Linked DNA regions of Mus musculus: regions 1, 3, 4 and 5 are each linked to region 2. The links are chromatin contacts, called in public HiChIP or PLAC-seq, Micro-C and promoter capture Hi-C maps. All regions are on one chromosome and are shown on one strand. The core of a region is the stretch at or near the end of the contact, and the rest is flanking DNA. Distances in the headings are between cores, read along the strand shown. Region 1 holds the start of Mef2b (myocyte enhancer factor 2B). Region 2 holds the start of Comp (cartilage oligomeric matrix protein). Region 3 holds the start of Tmem161a (transmembrane protein 161A). Region 4 holds the start of Ssbp4 (single stranded DNA binding protein 4). Region 5 overlaps Slc25a42 (solute carrier family 25, member 42).

Region 1 (4,504 bases), core at 1,002-3,501, 220 kb after region 2:
GGGTGCCTCAGCTCACAGACTGCTTTAGTCAGGGTTTCTATTCCTGCATGGACATCATGACCAAGAAGCAAGTTGTGGCGCAAAGGGTTTATTTAGCTTACACTTCCAAATTGCTGTTCATCATGGTACTGGCATCTCCAAAACGCTGCAACTAGGCTTCACCAATAACCTCTCATAGGCTCTCTTCATGGTGTGAAGCCTCAACTCCATTGCATGACCCCTTCAGTCCTGGGCCATTAATTGAAACTGAAGCTGCACCTCCACCAATGGCTTTCCATGGCCTCTCACAGTGCCGAGCCTCAGCTGCTCTTCATGACCCCTTCATGCCTTCAAAACCAGTACCACCTGGGTGACTCTTACATATTACCAAGTCCTGCTGCAGCATGAGGTACAACCTTGGCTATCTCCGAAACACAGCCTCAAAAAATACTTCCCACAAGATTTTACCTCAATGATGCTGGTCTCTTCTTAATTACTGCTAATTTCTTAGCTCCAGCTAACCAGCATCAATAATCCCAGTAATGCAAAGGTTTTGCTTTAGTAGTTCTGGTATCTTGTTAATCACAGCTGATTCTTCAGCCCCAGCTAACCAGAACCACAGAATCTTCACAATCAAATCAGCAATGGCTCTGATAAGAGTCTTTAATCATCCCTCTGAAATTTCACAAGCCAGGCCTCCATCTTCTGCACTGTTCTCAACATTATCTTCCAAGTTCCTACAGAACATCCCACAGAGCTCTTAACATCCCAATGGGTCTTCTAGCCCAAAGTTCCAAAGTCCTTCCACAGTCCTCCCCAAAACATGGTCAGGTTGTCACAGGAATACCCCACTTCTGGTACCAATTTGTCTTTGTCAGGGTTTCTATTCCTGCACAAACATCATGACCAAGAAGCAAGTTGGGGAGGAAAGAGTTTATTCATCTTACACTTCCAAATTGCTGTTCATCACCAAAGCAGGTCAGGATACAGGAGCTGATGCAGAGGCTATGGAGGGATGTTTTTTACTGGCTTACTTCCCCTGACTTGCTCAGCTTGCTTTCGTATAGAACCCAAGACTATCAGCCAGGGATGGCACCATCCACAATGAATCCTCTCCCCTTGATCACTAATTGAGAAAATGCCCCACAGTTGGATCTCATGGAGACACTTCCCCAACTGAAGCTCCTTTCTCTGTGATAGCTCCAGTCTGTGTCAAGTTGACACACAAAACCAGCCAGTATCCAGATATAGTGCCATCACAATCAACCATCACCAAAACTTCAAATACAGCCTCAAGTAGGAACACACCTGTGATCCGACATTTTGGAAACGGAGGCAGGAGGACTGATGAAAGTTCAAGGCTATTTTGGACTACACACAAAGACCCTGTCTCAACCTCTCAACCCCCCTCTACCTAAAACAAAGAAAACCACAAACACAGCCACCCACGGGTACACATCTGTGATCTTGGCACTTGGGAGACCAAAGATCCACTACCATGAGTTCTAGCTTAGCCTGAGCTACAGAGCTCCTCCCAACCCCAAGGTCTCATGATACAGCCTCACTTAGGGCTCACTATGTAGAACAGGTTAGCCTGAAAAGATCTGCCTGACTGGGATTAAAGGCATGAAGCACCAGGTATGGCTACATAGACTTCTAGGCCAACCTGGACTGTAGAGTGAAACCCTCTCTAAAATTGCCAACTGAAACTTCCAACAGTGGAGTGTGGTCACACCCTTGAGATCCTGGACCTTGGAAGGCTGAGAGTGGAGAGCTGCTTTGAGTTTGAACTACGAATGCCGGAACTACATAGTGAATTTTGGACTAACCTAGACTACAGAGCAAGACCTGTCTTAAACCCCCTCTTCTCAAGAGAAAGAAGAAACCTCCAACAATTTAATGGTCACATGCTTGTGATCTCAGCACTCAGGAGTCTGAGGCAGGAGAACTGCTGTGAGTTTGAGGCTAGATGAGCTACATAGTAACTTCCAGACTAGGCTAGTTGAAACCCTACTCAGCAAACACTCCTGAAAGCAAGGCCCCCTAACCCAAAGACAGCGCGCGCATACACACGCATACACACACACACACACACACACACACACACACACACACACACACACACACACACACACACACACACACTCACGGCTCTCTGCATCCCACCCGCCCCGAGACCCGCGCACACCTCAGGAGTCCCGGGAGTCTGGTCCCTGCTGGCCACACCTGCTGCGCACTGTGAGGGTCCAGGCGCCTATGCTTCTGCTGCACTGAGCATAGCTCTGGCCCAGTGGCAGATGCCTTCCCGCGCAGCCCCGCCCTCAAGAGCTGATTGGGTGGAAGTAGGTTATTTGCATAGGGGCGGATACTTGGCTGTGTTCTGGCTCCTAGACGTTTCAAACTAGGTCCGTCCGAGAGAAGATGCTAGGATCCAAAGAGAAGCCTGACTGAGAAGTGCACGCCAAGGAGGCTAAGGCAGGAGTACTGCAGCTAGTTGCAGGCCAGCATGGGATACAGAGCGAGACCCTATCAAAACCAAAACAAAACAGAACAACCAGAGCATAGTGGCATACAACTTTAATCCCAGCCCTTGGAGAAGTACAGGCTGGTGATTGTTGAGGCTAGCCTGGTCTACAGAGCAAGTTCCAGGACAGCCAGGGCCACACTGAGAAACTGTGTCTGGAAACAAACAAAAAACAAACAAACAAACAAACAAACCAAAACCATCACTACCACCACCAACAACAAAAAAAAAAAAAAAAGGAAAGAGAAAGAAAAAAGAGAAAAAGAAAACAGGGTCGTGGAGCCAGACAAAAAAAAGGAAAGAGAAAGAAAAAAGAGAAAAAGAAAACAGGGTCGTGGAGCCAGACGAAATGGTTCAGTGGGTAAAGGGGTTTCCTGCTAAGCATGGTAACAGGAGTTCTATCTCCGGTATGAAAACGTGGAGTGAGAGAACCCACACCAGTAAGTTGTCCTCTGTCCTCCTGCTATGGCACAGACGACGCCTCCCCCCCACAATCATATACAAATATATATTATCTTAAAAATTAAAAAACACTGGGCAAGGCTGTACAAACAGCTAGGCTCCTCCTTAAGGAGTCAGGGCTCCTGGACCTCACTGTGATGACCCTGACCTTACCTTGGACTGGCTAGTCAGGACCATACACCTTAATAGGAGTGAAGTACAGTTAGCAGCTGGTTTGGTGACACAGCCTGTCCTCCCAGTTGCTCCAGTCGGCTGGAGTGTGCTAAGTTTCTGGCCAGTATGAGGTACACAGAGCTCAAGTGCATCCTGGGTAATTTTGAGACTACTGTCTCTAGATAAGAAATAAGTTGGGCCTGGTGGCTGAGTCTGTAATCCCAGGTACTCAGGAGGCTGAGACAATCACATGAAGATGCTAAGTCTAACTAAGGCCAGCCTGGGCAACATAGTAAAACCCTGGCTCAAAATAAATATAAAAACAGACAAACAATAGCCAGGCGCGGTGGCGCACGTCTTTAATCCCAGCACTCCGGAGGCAGAGGCAGGCAGATTTCTGAGTTCGAGGCCAGCCTGGTCTACAGAGTTCCAGGACAGCCAGGGCTATACAGAGAAACGCTGTCTCGAAAAACAAAACAAAACAAAACAAGAGACCCTGTCCAATAAGGAAATAAAGGATTCTTTAGAATTCTGATCCTGCTGGCAAATGGGACCAAGCCAGTGCCACGCTGGACCACTCCTGAATAATTAGAGCCATTATATGGGGGGGGGGGTCACCAGTACGGACTTACCAGCTGTGCCTTTGCCAGTGTCCTCATATACCTTCCAGTACCATGCCCCTGTCCCATGCCCCTGTCTCAGCTCGCCTCTGGCTTTGCAGAGGGAAAGTCACTGTGGGGCCTTCTAGGACTCCCATCCACCCTCGGCCTGGAGGCCCAGCATCATTCTGCACAGATGATGGGCCAGAGGAAGACCCAAGTGGGGAGCACTTGAGGTAAGCCTCAGAGAGAAAAGAATGTCAGGGTCAGAGGTCTGGGACAAAGCTGGAGCTGGCTGTGGTGTGAAGCGCCTCCGAACCCCACCCTGGTGTGAGGGAAGTAGAAACTCCACATGTTCCCTTCCCCAACTCTTGGCAAGTAGTACTGGGCTAGGGGAACAGTGGAGGTCAGACCAGAACTGTGGAGAAGGGCTGCACTAGAATGCTGTTGGGGATCGGGAAGTAAGGCCCAGAAATGGGGACATTAGCTTTCAGATCTGAGGAGTTCGCCCCTGGGTGAAGGGCTTTGGGATGTGGGGCAGGATCTCAGCTGACTGGGTGTCCTCTCCATTGTTCCACACCTGTGTAATTGGAACCTTTTCTGCCCAACTCTGCATCTCAGGGCAATCCTCTTGCTTCACCCCTGAGTTTTGGATGACAGTAGCAAACCGCTTCCACAGCAAAAAAGTTCCTGCTGTGCTATAGGTGGGTCCCGACTCCTGTCAACTTGCCCACTCCACACACAAAGGGGTCCCCAGGACACACCAAGATCCCGGCCAAGGCTGGGG
Region 2 (4,277 bases), core at 430-2,929:
TGGTCGTTGGGGTGGGCGTCGGTAGGGACAAAAGGAGTGGTCAGAGTGTGTGTCTGAGAGAGTGATGGAGTTGGCCTGGGTGGGCCCCCCCTGTTAGACGTGAGGTCTTCTGGTTTGGAGCCCCGGGCTGCGAGGGGCTGGTCCAGGAGAACACCCTCAGTAGATGAGGGGGGCGTCGTCGGATGGAGGGAATTTGTGGTGGGGTCGGCCCGGGTAGGGACAGGACGGCGGGGGTGTGAAGAGCCCGCGCACCTCATTAACGTCGGTGCAGTGCGAGCCGTTGCCGGTGTAGCCAGGAGGGCAGGGGCCGCAGCGCGCGCCCGTAGCTGTCTCGGAGCAGACTACGCCGGGGAAGCAGGAGCCGGGTGCGCAGAGCGGCACTGGCCGCACGCTCAGGCCTGGAGTGCGTGCGGGCTGCATTCCTGCGGACCCGCAGAAGTTAGGCCACGCCCCGGAGAGGAGCCAACCTGGGCCACGCCCAGAGGAGGCGCCTGTCCGGCCCCGCCCACAAGATGGGCTTGACCCCTCCCGGGGTGGGGCCGCTCAGGACCACGCCCCTCGGGGGGTTCGGTTTAGCCCAAGCTGGGACTGGGCAGGTCCGAGCGCGCGCCCTCCGGCCGTGCGGTCCTCCTGCCAGCCCTGTCGTTGGTCTTCGCGCATCTCCCAGGCCTTCTCTCCGTCGTCCAGTCCGCTCTGTCGCTGTCTGCTTTCGCCCCCGCCAGCTTCCTTCCCCAGCCCTTTTCCTCCGTTTCGCTCTGTGCCCCCACCCTTCCTCCTGCCCTTGGGTCCGGTCTATGCTCACCGCAAGCATCACATTCCATCACCGTATTCTTCAGGAAGGTGATCTCCTTGACCTGCCGGGCAGGAAGTCAGCGGGACCCCTTCCCATGCGCCTCCTCTCGGTCCCCCTCCTCTTCCCACGACCCCTCTTCCTGGGAAGCCCGGTGCCCACAACCACCCCCTTTACATCCGCCTTTGCACAAACCCATTCCAGAGTCCCTGTCTCCCTATCTCTGACTCTGTGCATCTAGTCCCAGAATCCTGTCCCTGCCCCTGTTTCCATCCTCTCTGTCCCACGCCCTGTCCTCTCTTCCCTGCTCTGTTTTTCCTCTCTGTCCTTTTCTGTCCCTTCTGTTCCCCGCTCGTCACTGCGATGTGCCTTCTGCACCTGTTCTGCCCCGCGCTGCCTTTCTCTCTCTCTCTCTCTCTCTGTTCTCTACCATTCTTAGTCCTCTCTGTATGCCCCTGTCCCTGTTCTGTCTCCACGCTGCTGTCTCTGTTTCCTTACCTGCTGTCGCAACAGCTCTCTCACGTCTTGCAGCGCCGCATTAGTCTCCTGAAGTTCTCGCAGCATCTGTGGGGCCAGGTCTCCACCTGCGTCCACAGGGGCCAGTGATGGGCGACCCAACCACTCCATCACCCCTCCCGCCACCTCCGGGGCCATCCAAGCTCCACCCGCCGCTTCATTTTTCAGGAACCCCGGACGTTCCTGGAGAGCAGACCCCAAGTTCTGAGGAGCAAGAATCATGAGCCTGGAGGGGCCTCCTGTCCAACCATGTCCCCTACTAAGCGGCTTTACCCAGCGGGATCTGGCCCTGGCCTGTCGCCCGCAGGATAGCCAGGGCGAGCACTAGAACGCAGGCAGTGGGGCCCATGGCGGCGGAGCTGCAGCTGCTGTCTGCGCCTTCGAGCCCGCGGCCTATTTATCCCCGCGCCGGGTCCGGGACAGCCCCCGCGGCCCTGCCCAGAGCCCGCCACAAGGTAAACAGGCCGGGCTCTGCATTCAGGGCCGCGCCCCACAGCCCTGCGGGATGACCCGCAGCTGATCAGTATATGGTGGGGTCTGAGGAGAGAAAGGCATGAGCCTTGAAGAGTAAATTGGGGCTCTCCACTCACTCTGGTTCACCACTGAGTGCCTGTTGTATGCAAGACAATCTTCATCTGTCCCCGTAGATAGCATTGGGGAAACAAAGTCATAAGTATTCAAAAGGTCCCAACTCACCCACTCTGGCTCCCACACTCCCTCCGCACTTCAAAGTCCTGCAAAAGGGACCTATGGGTGTGACTCAGCCCAGGTCAGCAGGAGGTTGTGAGGGTTCCTCCGCCCCCCTCCCCGCACCTTCAAACAAACAGAATTCTGAATAAACGATGTCCTTGCCTCAACTTCCCCTTTTGCACTGTTGAGGAGGCAGTGGTGGTGCTGGGGATGGGGTGGAGGAAGGAACCTCAGCTTCCCTGGGGTTCTCTTCTCACTGGACTGCACTAAGCTTTGTTCCCCAGCCACCAGGGAGACAGCCTGTCATAAAAATAAGACTGGCTGGGAACTGAAAATCTTTCCCGGGCCAGCCACACTCTGAGCTGTAAAACACCTCAGCTTTAACCCTCTCCACCTGGCCTTCCAGGACTCACAGCTTACATCTGTAAACAGAGAAGCTGGGCTCAGGGGAGGGGGGCTGGCCCACTTGGGGCTGCTGCAACCCAAGAAGATCTCTTGCTCCAAGAAGAAACCATGGAGGGCTGCCTGGGGGAGACAGACAGTCCAGGGAACAAAGAGAATAAAAAGATCAGTCATAGGAAGCAGGGGGGTTAGCTCCAGTGGTGGGGGCAGGGAAAGAGGTGGAAGTTGGTGGAGCATGTCGGACGGAGGGTATGTGCTTGTAGATTTCTGGTACATCCATGTTTTACACAAATGTGCCTGTTGTGGGTCATATCTCCTACTAGGTATCTGCTGGGGAACACTGGAGGAAGCAGTCCCCGGCCTCTGTCAGAGGCAGCCAAGGTGGGTCTGGAAATGGTTACACTATTACCCAGAGGTGGTGGGGATCTAGTGGGAACTGCTGAGCAATAGTCCTCAGTAGGAATGAGCCTGGGATTCTTGATAGATGAACACCACACATACAGTGTGCTGGCAAAATCCTGGGGCTTAAAGACAATCAGGGAGTGAGGCTAGCCAAGAACAGTGCCCAAGTTGTCTTTGGACTCACGGGGGCAGGGGGTGGAGGGGGACGGAGGGCAAACAGCCCTGCAGAGGAAGGCTGGAGGTGGCTGTGTTCCGAGAGGCCAGGTCCCAATGGCTGAGCTACCTCCTGTTTTCTTTGGCTCCAAACACGTGTGGGGCTGTTCTTGCTGACCAGCGCTGGAATTCTCCAGAAAACCACCACTACTGGGCAGACTTGTGGCCTCCCAAGTGCCTCCTGCAGCTGAGGCAAGAGCACACAGCAGCCTAACGGGTGACTGCCACAAGTCAGGCATGGGGCTGGGGCTCAGGACCATGTCGCTGGAGCCACAGCCACAGTTGGGCCCTAAAGGGAGCTGTGGGAAAGGGAGTCAGAACTGAAGGAAGGGAAGGAGCTGAGCTGGTGCTGAGGACAGTAGGGAGGGGACAGCAGGGAGAGGACAGCCTGGGCTCACCCCTGCTGCTGGCTTCCATAGGGCAGGGACCCTCTCCCAGGCTGTTTGTCCAATTGTAAGTGCCCCAGCTTCCCTCTGCAGGTATCTTCCCAGGCCTATTGACTACCTGCCTGCCTGCCTGCCTGCCTGTGGCTCACCTCTGCCCTTCCACAGCAGACATTTGCTCCTCCAGGCCTCCAGTACTGTCCAAGCATGGTTCTTCTTTGATGCAGTATGTAAGTGTTCATCTGTAAATCAGAGCACCCACAGCCTGCACAGCCTGTGAGGATCATTAGTGGGCTGGCTCCCATCTCAGCCTGGCTCTATAACTTGGAATTTACACACAGAATGTTCTAAATGGGTTTTGCTTCAAGCATTTTGTAAGTTTGGTTGTTTTGCTATTCCTTTTTTTTTTTTTTTTTTTTTTTTTGAGACAGGGTTTCTCTGTGAAGCCCTGGCTGTCCTGGAACTCACTTTGTAGACCAGGCTGGCCTCGAACTCAGAAATCTGCCTGCCTCTGCCTCCCAAGTGCTGGGATTAAAGGTGTGCGCCACCACCGCCCGGCTGTTTTGCTATTCTTGTGACAGGGTCTTCTGTAGTAGCCCAAGCTAGCCTTCAACTTAACTCTGTGTCCAAAGATGACCTTGAACTTCTGATCCTTCTGTTTCCATTTCCTAAGTGCTAGGATAGACTGCAGACTCTATCCAGCCAGAGATGGGTTATATCCATATTTTCCTCTAAGGAGAGATGACCCAGCTTGATGGCCCACACCCAGACCTGGGGAGCTACACACACACACACACACACACACACACACACACACACACACACACACACATCACCCCTTATACATGCAAACAATCCCACAGTAGGCCCCCACATACACA
Region 3 (4,073 bases), core at 835-3,334, 200 kb after region 2:
GGAGAAGGAGGAGATTTTTAAAAGGAACAAACAGCATGCACCATGGGACCACTGCAGCAGGACAGGCAGCAGAACATTCCCTTACCTGCCATTGCAGAGCAGCCAGCGTGCGAAGGAACAGTGTGGCGCTAGCCTGTGCATGAGGGTGGCGGTGAACAGAGTCACCACCAGCTGCACTCCAAGGACCGCCTAAAGGGGCAGCTCTAGTCAGAAAATCTCAAGTGCTCTGACGTAACACAGGTTATTTATAGAGCAGGTGGGTGGGTGGAGAGGGCCAGCCTTGGGCTCTGGTGGTATCTCTCAGAAGTCAGTGGGTATGAGCCAGAGTCTGTCTTCAGCGCCCTAGGCATCCCCAGCAGCTCACCTGGTCCTGACCCCTGCTTCCACCAGCAGAGCCCTGAACCCCTTTCCTGAATACTTCTGTTTGCTTTGTGAGCTCTGGATGTGCCTATGTGGGTAGATCAGGCTGGCCTCCGACCTACAGAAATCTACCTGCCTCTGGTTCACCAATGTTGGGATTAAAGGCCAGAGTCAGCACACCCAACTATTTGTCTAAAGGATGTTTCTTGCCAGGCAGGGTGTGTAATCTTGGGTTTAATCCTCACATTTGGGAAACAGGTGCAAACAGATGGCCAAGTTCGAGGCCAGCCTAGTCTATAGAATGAGTTCTAGGACAGCCAGGGCTACACAAAGAAACAATATCTGAAAAAAAAAACAAACAAAATAAAACAAAACAAAACAAACAAACAAACAAACAAACACAAGACAGAAAGAAAGAAGAAAGAAACCAAGGAAAGAAGGGAAGGCCAGAGATAGGTTGATTTCCTATAGCCCAGGCTGGTCTGGATCTCAGAACACAGCTGAAGGTGACCCTGAACTGCTGGTCCTCCTGTCCCCACTTCCTGAGTGCTAGGGTGATAGCGTGTACCCACACCCAGTTTGTGCAGTGCAGGGGTGGAGCCCCGTCCATGCTAGGTAAGCACTCTACCAAATGATAGACGCCAGCTCTCCATCCCAGGAAGAGTTCAGAGCACAGCTCCACAAATCTTTCAGAAGGAAGCTAAGTCAGGCTCCCGCCGACACAGCACTCATTTCTGTAATTATCTAATTATATACACTGTGTGCCACTAGAGCTGCCTGCCTGCATTCTGCTTTCATACCCAATTAACATGAAATACAGATCAATATAAAAATCTGTCAGCCAGGTGTACTGGTGTACAATTTTGCTTGGATTTTTTTGAGACAGGGTTTCTCTGTGTAGCCCTGGCTGTCCTAGAACTCACTCTGTAGACCAGGCGGGCTTCGAACTCACAGAGATTCACCTGCCTCTGCCTCCCAAGTGCTAAGATTAAAGGCATTTGCCATCACTGCCCATCAACACCAACAAGTAAGACCCTTTGTAAATAATTTTTAATGGGTAAATAGAAAAAAATAAAAGGACTGGGACGCTAGAGAGATAGCTCAGGGCTTAAGAGTACTGATTGCTCTTCCAGAGGTCACAGGTTCAATTCCCAGCATCCATTTGGCAGCTCACAGCCCTTTCTAACTCCACTCTCAGGGAATCCTACATGTCTTCTCTGGCCTCTAAGAACAGCACACACACACACACACACACACACACACACACACACACACACACACACACACACACACACACACACACGGTAGACAGACATACATACAAAACATTCATACTTAAATAAATAAAATAATGAAAAATAAAAAAAGATTTTAAAAGACAAACAGAAAGCCGTGAATAGTGGCACAAGTTTGACATCTCAGCACTCCAGAGCCAGGAGAATCAGAAGTCCGAGGTCCCCATAGGCTACGAATAAGTTCTAGTACAACTTGGGCTACATGGGACCCTGTCAGAAAGCAAAGATAGCTGCAATCCCAGCTCCCTCACTCCAGTCCAGAGCCCTAGCTTCACCTCCCAACGCGTCCAGCACCACTGACTACACGACACTTCCAAATAGCCCGCGCGGTTTGGGGAACCCTCTCAGCTCAGTTAGGCCGTTCTCCACCCCGGGGATCCCAGAGGGCCTGCTCACCATGTCCGCTCCCTGGGCGCACAGCGGTACGAGGCTGGAGGCGGGGAAGCGCTGAGGTATCTTGGCCAATTAGAGACAGAATGCTGTTGACGAGCATCCTGGGAAGTCAGTCATCGGGCTAAGAATGGGATGGGTGTGCGCAATGCATGCTGGGAACTGTAGTTTTAGCTGGAGCATGAGGTCGTTTCGTCTGCTGGCTTTTCCTTCTTTTTTCTTTTCTTTCTCTTTTTGCCCTTGCCGTGTGTGTGGTGTGTGTCGTGTGTGTGCCGTGTGTGTGTGTGTGCGTGTGCGTGTGACAGAGTACCTATGTAACTTCTGCTGGTCTGTCCTGAAATTCACTCTGTAGACCACGCTGGCCTCAAAGTACTGGGGATTAAAGAAAGCCTGTGCCACCACTACCCGGTTGGTTTTATTTTCTAGTATGTATCTGTATCTTGTGGGGTTTTTTGTATTTTGCACGTAGCTGCAGTCCTTGGAGTCCAGAGGAGAAGGCCAGATCCTTTGACCCTAAAGATACATGTGGTTGTTTATTGGTTGAGAAGAGGGCTTAGACTGAACTTGGGTTCCCTACAAAAGCAATACTTGCTCCTAGTCAACTAACCAACTTTCTAGCTTTCTAGTTTTGTTTTTACTTGGACGTGGGGGGGGGGGGGGGAGGAGTTCTTACTTTGTGTGTGGGAGGACATTGGATACCTTGCTAGAGTCAATTCTCTCGCTATCATGTGGACCCCAGGGGATCAAACTCAGACTTCACAGAAAAAGCCTCAACCGGCTGAACAGGCTTGCTAACCCTGTTTGGTTTTAGTAGGGTCTGAACTTCTCTATGTAGACAAGGATGACCTTGAGGTTCTGATCCTGCTGTAAAATGCTCAAGTAACAGATGTGTCTCACCATGCCCGGTCAGTGTTCTCACTCACCACGGATGGAGCTCACCATGCAAACGTAAGACCTGTGTTGTATGAGCGACCTCCCCAGCTCACTACACCATCACCCCAGTTCAGACAGTAGCCTGGATGTCTGTGTGTGTGCACGTCACTCTCTGAGCCACACCCTCCTCACTAGACAGCCCGGCATAGTGGATCGCATAGCTGTCCTCTCTCTTAGAGAGCTAAGACAGGAGCATGTTTTAAGACTAATGACAGCCTAGGCTGTGTAGCCAGACTGAAGCCACTAGTGCTTCATATTTTAAGACTGTCTCAAAAACAAAACAAAAAACAGGAAAAAAAAATAAAAACCAGGGCCGAACGTGGTGGCGCATGCTTTTAATCCCAGCACTCGGGAGGCAGAGGCAGGTGGATTTCTGAGTTCGAGGCCAGCCTGATCTACAAAGTGAGTTCCAGGACAGCCAGAGCTAACAGATAAACCCTGTCTAGAAATAAAATAAAGTAAAAACCAGGAAGGAACACTTGTTAGGTTGATGAGATGTTTCTTTGGGCAAAGGAGTTTTTTTACCACAATGAGGGCCTGAGTTCCAACCCTAGCACCCACATGGTAGAAGGGAGAATCATGCCTGCGAGTTGACCTCTGACCTCCACTCCACTCATGCATTATACACTTGCTTCCATCGACATGATAGTAGTTAATGTTTAAAAAGAGGGTGCTGACTGGCCTTAGTGGTTCACATCTCTAACTCCTGTACTAGCCAGACACAGAAAGCCATTTTTGATAGTTTGGAGCTAGCCTGATCTTCCTAATGATTCAAACATAAATTCCAAAAGGCTCAAACAACAATGGGGAGATTTGGGCTCATGGAATAGAAAATGCTAGAGTTAGACCCACAGGGTAGGGTGGTGGGGCTTACATGGAATCCAGCTAGGTCAGGAGGGCTGTGAACCTGAGAGCACCCTGAGCTGGCAGGCCTCCTTTTGTTTTTGTTTTTGTTTTCTAAACCAAAGCATCATGTACAACAACCTCAGCCTCAGATACAGCTTGAGCAAGAACTGTCATCTTAGGACCCTACAGTCTTCCCCAAGCGGCTTTGAGAGAGGGAGGGAGGGGCAGCTCTTATCTTGGTTAAGTCCT
Region 4 (4,502 bases), core at 646-3,145, 230 kb before region 2:
CCCCCAAGCAGCCTTCAAGGGCTGCGGGCGCCCCCCCCCCCCCGTTCTTTCCTCCTCCCAGCGTCCGCCTCCACTCTCCTCCGGGACTCCCACCGTCCTCGCTGCCGCCGGCCCTCCCTCCCTTTGTCCGGCTCTGTCTCCTGCTTTCCCCAGCTGACTCTTTTCTCCAGGAGTCGTAGCAAAGTGTCCCCGCTGGGTCCCCAGGGCCCGGTAGACAGCAGGCGCTCAATAAATAGTTCCGGGGGTTGGGGTGGGTGAAGACACTGAATCAAAAATTTGTGGCTGAGAGAGGGGAAACCTTGCGTCCTGGGCATCTCCAGACCTTGGGGACACAATTGAGGGTGGAAGGAAACTCGGAGCTGCGTGCTGTGCCTCCCGGCTGCACTCGCAACCTCTCTGTGTCTCGCTGAGAACAGGGCCTGCAAAGAGCTGTAGTGCGCGGTGGCCCAGGCGCACCGACGGCCTTCCTGGCACCCAGCAGTCGCCAGCCCCGCGGCGGGGAGAGGAAGCTGGGGGAGGGGGTGGCGGGCCAAGCAGGAAATGGGAAAGGCCGGCGTCGGCCCAGCTGAGCCCTGGGGGAGGAGGCGGGGCGCGCCCCGGCAGCCTTTCCTGAGCGCCTGGAACCACGGCGGCTCGGCTTCCCGCCCGCCCACTAGGGTGGGGGCGGGGAGGCCCGGGCTAGGGGATCTGCCTGCACCAGGGACACCACGCGAGACTTAGCGCCGTGGTGACCTGCATGCTGTCACACTCACACAGGAAACCTGAGCTCATGACTGCGCCACCGGGTGCTGACGACCCACCTGTGCGCAATCTCCAGCAAGTCCCCACTAAACCCGTCGTGTCCAACCGGGGACACTTGCAGCGATAGCAAGCCTTAGCCTGGATGCTTCCCGACGCCCATGCGCCACGACCCCTCGTGCTCTCACGGGGCCGCGTGTTATACACGTGCGTCTGCGCTGGAGTGGGGGAAAGAAGCATGCTCTCATTCCCAGCGTGCACCCAGAGGTGGAGGCAGGAGGACCACCTGTTCAAGGAGCCTTAGTGAAGTAGAGAGCTGGAGGTCAGCCTGGGCTACAGGAGACACCGTTTTTACTCCGACTTTGAGACAGGGTCTCACTATGTATTGGCTGCTGTCCTGGAACTCGCCATATAGACCAGGCTGGCCTCGAATTCACAGAGATCCTCCTGCCTCTGTCTACCGCGTTAAGAAACACTTTCAGAAAAACAAACAAAACGTGCTTGGTCTGGGGTTCAGTCCTTACAACGCTGGCATGCATAAAAAAAAAAACAAAAAAAAAAAAACCGGGCTCTGTGCACAGCACACAGACCAGGCTAAGTGGCACACGCCTGTCGTGCAAACGCTAGGGAGGCTGAGGCAGGAGGATTAGAATTTCAGGGTTATCTGTTTTATGTGTTTGAGACAAGCCTGGCCTATATGAAACTCTCTCAAAAGGGCCCCTCACAGCCCGCAGCGCTGTATTGGCTCGCAGAGAGTGTCCTGGGAGTAGAATGTCATGGGCGCATATCCTGTGAGCCCAAGAGCCTAGTGCAGTTCCTGAGTCGAAACGGAGATATCCACAGCACCCCACCCCCACCCCCAGATCTGTACAACTGGGAGTCTTGCTCCGCAGCCGAGGTATGCTTGGAGCTCGCGGCCATCCCCCTGCCTCAGCTTCCCAATTGCACAAATAGCAACTGCTGGAGCGCGTCCCGGGCTTGAATATCTTTGGGGGGAGGTATTGAAGTCTGTACTTATTGGTGCGCAGCCTATTGGTGGGCAGTGCCGCCCCCGCGGGCTCTGCGCGTGCGCGCTCCCAGCGCGCGCGCGGGGGGGGGGCCCACCCGCGCTCCCGCCGTTGCCACTTTAAGAGCGGCGGGAGCGCGCGGTGGCGGTGGCGCGCTTCCCGGAACAGCCCGGGGAGGGCAGCGCGGCGAGAACCCACCCGCGGCCGGAGCTCCCGCGCGGACATGGCCGCGGGGATCGGGGCGCGGGCAGCGATGGCCACGCGCGCCTGACAGGTGCGGAGCATGTACGGCAAGGCGAGCAAGGGCTGCGCGCCCTCGGACGGGCAGGCGCGCGAGAAGTGAGTGCGCGGTGCGGGGCCACGCGGGACCGGGGACCATGGGGTCACGCGAGACCAGAATGGTGCGGGATTTCAGGGGGGACACAGGAGATCCCGAGGAGATCGGGGAGTGACTGGAGATCAAAATGGTGCGGGATTTCAGGGGTACACACGAGATCAAGGGGCTCATGGGGTCACGCGAGACCAGAAGGGTGTGTGATTGTGGGTGTGCGAGACCTGAGGGTCCTTTGGGGTCACAGAATACACAAAGGACAGAATATATTGAGGTACTCGAGTTCCAGGGTCTTGGTGGGGGGGTCACATGAGATAGAGGGCATGGGCATGAGCTTGAGAGCTCCAAGGGGGCTTGGGGTCTCAGAATACCTGAGGGGACAGGAAATCAATGGGTCAAACAAGAGCCAAGGGGTTGCTGGGGTCACGTGGCGGTTCATCGGGTGCAGGATCAGGGGCTCACTAGGGAGTCGGTGGTGTATGGGAGATCAGGAGTTAGGACTTGAGCGGTCACAGGATGCCCAGGGCAGGCACAGCATCTGAGGGTTGTAAGGCCTCGGGAGTTCTGGGGTCACACAAACCTGACAGGTGTGAGCTTTCGGGGTTGGCTGTGAGACCATGGCACTGGAGGACAGCTTCAGGTCTTAGGGCCGCAGAGTCCCAAGTATCCAAGCTGGAGATTTGAAACAGGACACGTGGGTTCATTGTGGCTGCAAATTTGAAGAGGTTGGGTCGGACCCTAATGCCCTGCGGGGTGTTGGGGTTTTGGAGGTTTGCGTGGAAGTTGGACTCCACTGTCGCTTGTAGGCAAAGGTGCGGATTCAAAGCCTAGAGAGGTGCAGAGCCTGACCATGGCGGTCCCGGGACACCTCCCGGAGTCCCAGGTGAGCCAGAATGGGTCTGGCTCTAGACGCCCCACATTGAAGATACAGGGTGCGCTGCCCAGGTGGACAGGCTGTGCTCTAGCTTCCAGTGAGGACACGCCTGGGCTGGCCTTCCTTTCCGAGGTGCCTGTGTGGAGAAGTAGGTGAAGCGGGAACGTTTGAAGTGTGCTGGGAGCCCAGCACTCACCTTTGAGGTGTGAGTGTGGAGGCCTGGATTGTAGCAGGGCCTGAGGGGGCAGCTTGCCTAGAGGCTGAGTTGCCCAGTGCAGCCCTGGGTAGGGGACAGATCACCTGGCACAGAGAAGTCTGGGTCACTGGGCTGCCATGCAAGGCTGGCTCCCTGAGAGCCTGCAGTTAGGACTCATTTATGGTCAGTAAACTCAGTGACCCTTCCTGGCATGGGGCTGCTGGCCATGTGGGAAGCAGGGACTGACTGATTCCCTGATACCTGGCAAGTCCCCATTCTAGGGAATGGTTCACAGACCTGTGCTAAGTTTGGGGGTGAGGGTGGGGGTGGGTGTTGATGATTGTGTGAGAGGAAGCTCACATCCAGGAAGTGGGGATCTAGTCATTCCACACAGCACGCAGGAACCTCAAGGTAGGCTGTTAGGGAAAAGTGAAGTGGGGGTGGGGTGGGCCATAGGCTCCGTATGTGCAAAGGCCCTGTGGTAGGAGCAGGCAGGGCCACCGATTGGCAGAAGTCCTGAGGCTGAGTGTGGGCTGCAAGGAGGCTTATGTTTTTGGAAGGGCATACATGAGGCTTAGCCCAGCTCCTTGTCTGAGGAACAGTGTACCTGGGTGGCACAACAGAACTGGAAGGAGGCTAATCACCTGGAACAGCTGAGGCCAAAGTCAGGGACCTGGGACGGACTGGAGGCCTGAGTGTGCACTACGAGGCCCTTCCTGGTACATTGCTGGAATGGGGTTGTCCCATCTTTCCCACGGTGTCATCCTCACAGAGAGGGTGTGGTAGGCTTACCTGTCTGGGGTCAGGGCTTCCAGCTCCAGTGTCTCAGTTACTGGCTGGCCTAATCTTGATTTTTATCTTCTGAGAAGTGGGGTAAGGGGTAGTAGCCCTGCCTGTATTAGGCCTCACCTGCTGTGGCCTCCACTTTCCTGGCCGACTTGTCCCCTGTCTCTGCCACTTTGCCTATGTGTCTAGGCCTGGTGGAGACCCTGGTGAGGATGAGGTTGGGACCTGAGTGGCCCTTGTATAAGTTGGGGTATGTGAGCATTGGCCTTGGCCGTGTGTCCTCTTGCTGCCGCCCAGCAGTTGAGGTGGCTTCTCTGAACAGCCTTCAGAATGTCCCATGATAGCCTCCTTCCTTCCCCTGGACATTGGTACCCCACACCTAGAGAGGAAGGACTGTGGGAGTCAGGGTCACTAGAAGACTGGGTAGATCTGGTGACAGGTTAGATGGTGACTGGAGTGTCACTGTTGGCTGCTAGTAGCCTGTCTGAGGGGTGCTGCCAGGGGTGGCCTTTACAGTAATTTCCCCATAATTATGGTGGCAGTGTCGGTGATGTCATGGCTGTAGGAGCC
Region 5 (4,030 bases), core at 1,125-3,624, 170 kb after region 2:
TTTTCACAGCAACAGTATGATCTACCCCCATTTGGTGAAGGGTTAGCATGGTGAAGAGCTGCATTGGGTAGCAATGGAGACATGCACAAAGGCAGGAGCAGGACTGGGAAGCTAAAGTACCATGCAGGTGTTACAGTCTAGGCCCTTACTAGCCTTCCTGGACCCCCAGCCTAAGTGGGAATCAAACAGAAAAGAGTAGGGGAGTCACCTGAATACTCAGGGCATAGGGAATGCTGGGAACAGTGAGGATGGGAGTTTTCAGGATGCGCTTCAGAGGATGTAGAAAAATTTCTTAGCAGAACAGAGCATGAAGATGTGGAGTTGAATATGTCCAGGTAATAAATTAACTACCTGAGCATGGAGTAACTGTTGCTCAGGGTGGCCAGGCGTCACTGTTCTACACCCCATGGGGTGAGAACCTGGGCTTTTGACTGTTGCTCAGGGTGGCCAGGCGCATCACTGTTCTGCACCCCGTGGGGTGAGAACCTGGGCTTTTGGAGATGAGGAGCAATAACTGAAGGGGACCCAGCACAGGGGTTTGGGTGCCTTGGCTTATATAATAGCATATCCAAGGGTCACTGGTGACTGTGGGTGGGCAAGAGCAGAAGACAGTGACTCTTCGTACAATTATTTATTTGTTGTGGTAGGGAGGGTGTGTGCCTGCTGCAGCATGTGGTGGAGGTTGGAGGCCAACTGGCAGGAGTTAGTTCTCAGTTCTCCAGGTGGGCTCCGGAGACGGAACTGATCATCAGGCTTGGCAGCAAGCCTCACTGGCCTTTCTTTCCCTTTTTCCTCTGCTTTGTCTTTTCTTTTCAGTAGTGGAAGCGGAACCCAGAGACAAGAGATCTCTGAGCTCTATGTCTCCCCACTCCTCTCTGTGCTTTTCAACTTTGAGACAGAGTCTCACTATGTTGTTCAAGTTGGCTTGGAACTTGACATGTATCCCACCCAGGCTGTCCTTGAACTTGCACCTTAGATTGCAGGTGCTGGTTGGCAGGTGTGCTATGGCCAGAGTTGTCTTGGTCTTTTGAAATCTGCATGACTGTGAGGCATGCTTAGAGTTCCTAGCCAGGGTGATAGTCACAGTCCCCAGAGCATGGAGTGAGGAGCTCCTGTCTATCTTTGAGGCTGGCAGCAGTCAGGGTTAGCAGGCAACGGCCACCATGCCAGGCACACCAAACTCTGATCTAGAAAAGAAAACAGCCCTTATCATTGGCAGACAGATGGTAATTGGCTTCTGATGACTTTGGCTGTAGGACCCACGGTAGGCTTAGAAGCCGTCACTAAGAAGGTGCCTCTTCACATACAGGTTGGGGCTGTCTGCAGCCCTCAGGCAGTGGCACAGGTGACAGGATGCCCTCCCACTACCCTGGCGGGTAGGTAGCTAGGGTCTGACAGTAAAGGGTGCTGAGGATGGAACCCATAGCAAGTGTGTGCTCCTCACCTGACCCCTTGACATTGTTGTCCTGTGAGCTGTTGCCCCCTCAGCCCTCACCCACCAGAGTGGAGCAGTGCGCGAGAATGCAGTTGGACTGTTTTCAGACACCCATGAGGCAGGAGGGTTTCTGAGTTCGAGGCCAGCCTGGTCTACAGAGTGAGTTCCAGGCCAGTCAGGGCTACACAGAGAATCCTGTCTCATGGGAGTTGGGGGTGGGGGGGAACTAACCAACCAACAAACAAAAACAGGATAGAAGATATATCTATTCCTATACAATGTGGGTCATATAGGTCCATGTGTTTTCTGTTCCATAGTCATTTGGCCTCCCCTATCCCAGAGCAAAGTGATCCCAGAGAGCAGAGCACAGAGGCGGCAGAGTGGCCGCTTGATAGGAGATGCTTAGCTGACCTGACCTTAAGCAGGAAGGAGGTCAAGGCCCAAGCACTGACAGAAACCCTGTGCTGTGTTCTCCGGGGCTCACCGTGAGAGTACAGTTGACCTGTCCAGCACTGGGAGAAGGATAATACACAACCAGGGTTCCCATGGCCATCAGGTCTTGAGCAACAGAGACTGAGGAGAGGAGACAGGAGGCAACATAGATCCAGGAAGACAGGATGGGGATGGTTTGGGGTAGTGTGTAACTGCTAAATGCTTACCAAGGGGGGAGGATACAAGGAGTGACTAGTAGATCCCCAACAAAGCCCATCAGCTGCAACTACAGTGACAGCCTAACAACACTGCCATCTGCTGTTATGTGTGAGCCTCTAGTACTGTCATCTGCCCCTCTTCCCTCCCCCAGTCACCAAACCTTCAGCTCAGGCCCCTTCTGTACAGTGGAGCGTTGTTTGCCTACAACCTGAGTGTGTCCTCCCTAAGTGACAGTATACAGGACAGTGTAGAAATAAGCACTGTGTTGTTTAGGAGACAGTGAGCATGCTCAGTGCCAATGCTCTTTTTATTTGGCCTGGTGCCTGCTCAGCAAGCTGCCTACACCCTCAGCTCTTGTAGACATTTCCGTGTTTGCTTTTCAAGTCACCATGGGTCACTGTCTACTTGACCTAACTGGCTGGTGCTGGGAATCAGAGCCTCGCAGATGGTGAGGCTCAGTCTACAGAATCCTCACATCCCAGTGTGGGTGCAGGAATCACATCATGTCCTGACGTGGCATGTCTAGCTAAACCCCACACAGCTTTGTCTGGGGACCGGAGCTCCAAAACACCAGCTGGCTCATCTATTTCTCTTCATTGCCTGCAAGGTCTGGTCTTGTGCCTCACTGGGGCAGAGTGATTATTATTACTTGAGAAAAAGTCTTGCTATATAGAGCCCAAGCCTTGAACTTGACCCTCCTTCAACAGCCTCCCAGTACATGGTGACAGGCTGTTTATTTGGCAGCACAGGAGATGGGGGCCAGCACATTGCATGGGCTAGGAAGTTGGCTCCCCACTAAATACTATTGCCTGCCCCAAGATTTTAAAAATCATGCAAGCTTTGTCTTTCATCTTCTCTTAGGGGTGGTTTCCTCTGACTTTCTCCAGACTTGTGAAAGCCAACAGGCTTGGGTATCCTCATGCCAAGGATAGGAATCCTGGCTACAGTCCCTCAAGTGTGGTTTCCCCATCCTCTTTTCCTCTACCAGGCAGTCTGTGGCATGAGCCCACAGCAGGAGCAGGTTAACCAGTTGTCAGCCTGGTGGTCCAGACACTTAACTTGTGTCCTCATCCTGAGACATGAGCTGAGAGGGGCTCCTGGCATGCTGGAGGGCCTGTATCCAGGGTCCTGAACTGCTCAAGGCACTGCCTGTGACAGGGTTATATTCTGTCGAGCTGTTTGGGAATTGATGGTCATGTCTTCCACTCCCACCCTGTGGATGGTCCTCTGGGATAAGTGAAGGCTTAATTAAGGAACATGTGGTTTTCTAGGACAGGGCTGGACTCCCTAGGTAAGAGATCTTCTGCTGCTTTGGAGTCCAGTGCAAGGCTTGGCTGAGCTTCTCTGAAAAGAAAGGAAGATAGCTCAGTAGCGGACAAGTAAGCAACCATGTACCCCAGTAACCACCTGGAGTCTCCATCACTGTTGCCTTCCTCCCAACAGGCCAAAGCTTCCTCGTATACAGAAGGGTTGAATATTTTTGTTTTTTGGTTTTTGTTTGTAGGTTTTAGTGTACTGGGGAGGGGCAGCTATCCGTAGCCTAGGATTTTATCCCACCCCACACCCTAGTCCTTCACTGGAGAAGTCTAGGCAGATGCTCTACCCCTGAGCCATGTGCCCCCCTCAGCCCTCCACACTGAGAGATCTTATACAGGAACTCTACCCCTGAGCCATGCTTACAGCCCCACTGGAGGATTTTTAGGCAAATGCTTATCTGAGTTTTATTCCCAACTTTCCATCTGTAAAACAGACTTAGAAGTCTTTAGCTAAGGCAGTTGAGGTAAGGGTGGGTCTGGCATTCGGCAGACAGTAGCTGCTCTTTCACCCTATCCGTATATGAGTCTTGGCCCCATCCTTATCCTCAACATAGAAGCCCAGGACACCCTTTCACCAAAGGCCTCAGAGACCTGGTTAGAGGAGAGAGGTTGATGAGGGTTAAGTACA

The links. Promoter capture Hi-C pulls out the DNA fragments that hold promoters and counts their contacts. A called contact is a pair of places that touch in the nucleus more often than the background predicts. HiChIP or PLAC-seq counts read pairs in DNA pulled down with a chosen protein or histone mark.
Region 1: an HNF4G HiChIP or PLAC-seq map of pancreatic cancer cells shows a contact between it and region 2. The contact joins the promoter of Mef2b here to the promoter of Comp in region 2. A contact is called at or near these places in 1 of 39 promoter capture datasets (liver), 2 of 115 datasets of contacts at active chromatin or transcription factors (embryonic stem cells and pancreatic cancer cells) and 3 of 9 other capture datasets (adipose tissue, liver and pancreatic islet).
Region 3: a contact with region 2 is called in a Micro-C map of embryonic stem cells, with 1.7 times the contacts expected there. The contact joins the promoter of Tmem161a here to the promoter of Comp in region 2. A contact is called at or near these places in 1 of 39 promoter capture datasets (liver), 1 of 484 Hi-C or Micro-C datasets (embryonic stem cells), 1 of 115 datasets of contacts at active chromatin or transcription factors (embryonic stem cells) and 2 of 9 other capture datasets (adipose tissue and pancreatic islet).
Region 4: an H3K27ac HiChIP or PLAC-seq map of embryonic stem cells shows a contact between it and region 2, with 4 times the contacts expected there. The contact joins the promoter of Ssbp4 here to the promoter of Comp in region 2. A contact is called at or near these places in 16 of 39 promoter capture datasets (the 3T3-L1 cell line, 3T3-L1-derived adipocytes, the HPC-7 cell line and 11 more), 4 of 484 Hi-C or Micro-C datasets (the N1E-115 cell line, embryonic stem cells, liver and 1 more), 11 of 115 datasets of contacts at active chromatin or transcription factors (the NIH/3T3 cell line, embryonic limb bud, embryonic stem cells and 3 more) and 3 of 9 other capture datasets (adipose tissue, embryonic stem cells and liver).
Region 5: a contact with region 2 is called in a promoter capture Hi-C map of the C10 cell line. The contact joins the enhancer-like site here to the promoter of Comp in region 2. A contact is called at or near these places in 1 of 39 promoter capture datasets (the C10 cell line), 1 of 15 datasets of contacts at CTCF or cohesin (pro-B cells) and 2 of 9 other capture datasets (adipose tissue and pancreatic islet).

What each region holds. Positions count from the first base shown.
Region 1 is chr8:70,150,508-70,155,011 of GRCm38.p6, reverse strand. Mef2b (myocyte enhancer factor 2B) reads right to left here and starts at 2,251. Exons shown (of 9, transcript NM_001045484.2): 1 at 2,168-2,251. The region is part of intron 1 of Gm45929 (predicted gene, 45929); the gene reads right to left.
Region 2 is chr8:70,370,950-70,375,226 of GRCm38.p6, reverse strand. Comp (cartilage oligomeric matrix protein) reads right to left here and starts at 1,679. Exons shown (of 19, transcript NM_016685.2): 1 at 1,580-1,679; 2 at 1,289-1,374; 3 at 803-854; 4 at 253-422. The coding sequence starts at 1,655. It overlaps Gm51533 (a long non-coding RNA gene), which reads left to right and starts at 367. Exons shown (of 4, transcript XR_003947399.1): 1 at 367-1,761; 2 at 2,722-2,779; 3 at 3,493-3,626.
Region 3 is chr8:70,170,419-70,174,491 of GRCm38.p6, reverse strand. It overlaps Tmem161a (transmembrane protein 161A), which reads right to left and starts at 2,084. Exons shown (of 12, transcript NM_145597.4): 1 at 2,052-2,084; 2 at 86-189. The coding sequence starts at 2,054.
Region 4 is chr8:70,605,707-70,610,208 of GRCm38.p6, reverse strand. It overlaps Ssbp4 (single stranded DNA binding protein 4), which reads left to right and starts at 1,895. Exons shown (of 18, transcript NM_001372473.1): 1 at 1,895-2,084. The coding sequence starts at 2,029.
Region 5 is chr8:70,198,740-70,202,769 of GRCm38.p6, reverse strand. All of the region lies in intron 1 of Slc25a42 (solute carrier family 25, member 42), which reads left to right. Among named protein-coding and RNA genes, the nearest start is that of Slc25a42, 12 kb to the left of the region's middle. Within about 2 kb of position 2,374, at least 64 of the 459 cell types and tissues checked have an H3K27ac peak or open chromatin away from gene starts, as enhancers often do. A contact at or near this core is called in adipose tissue and pancreatic islet, where this site is marked.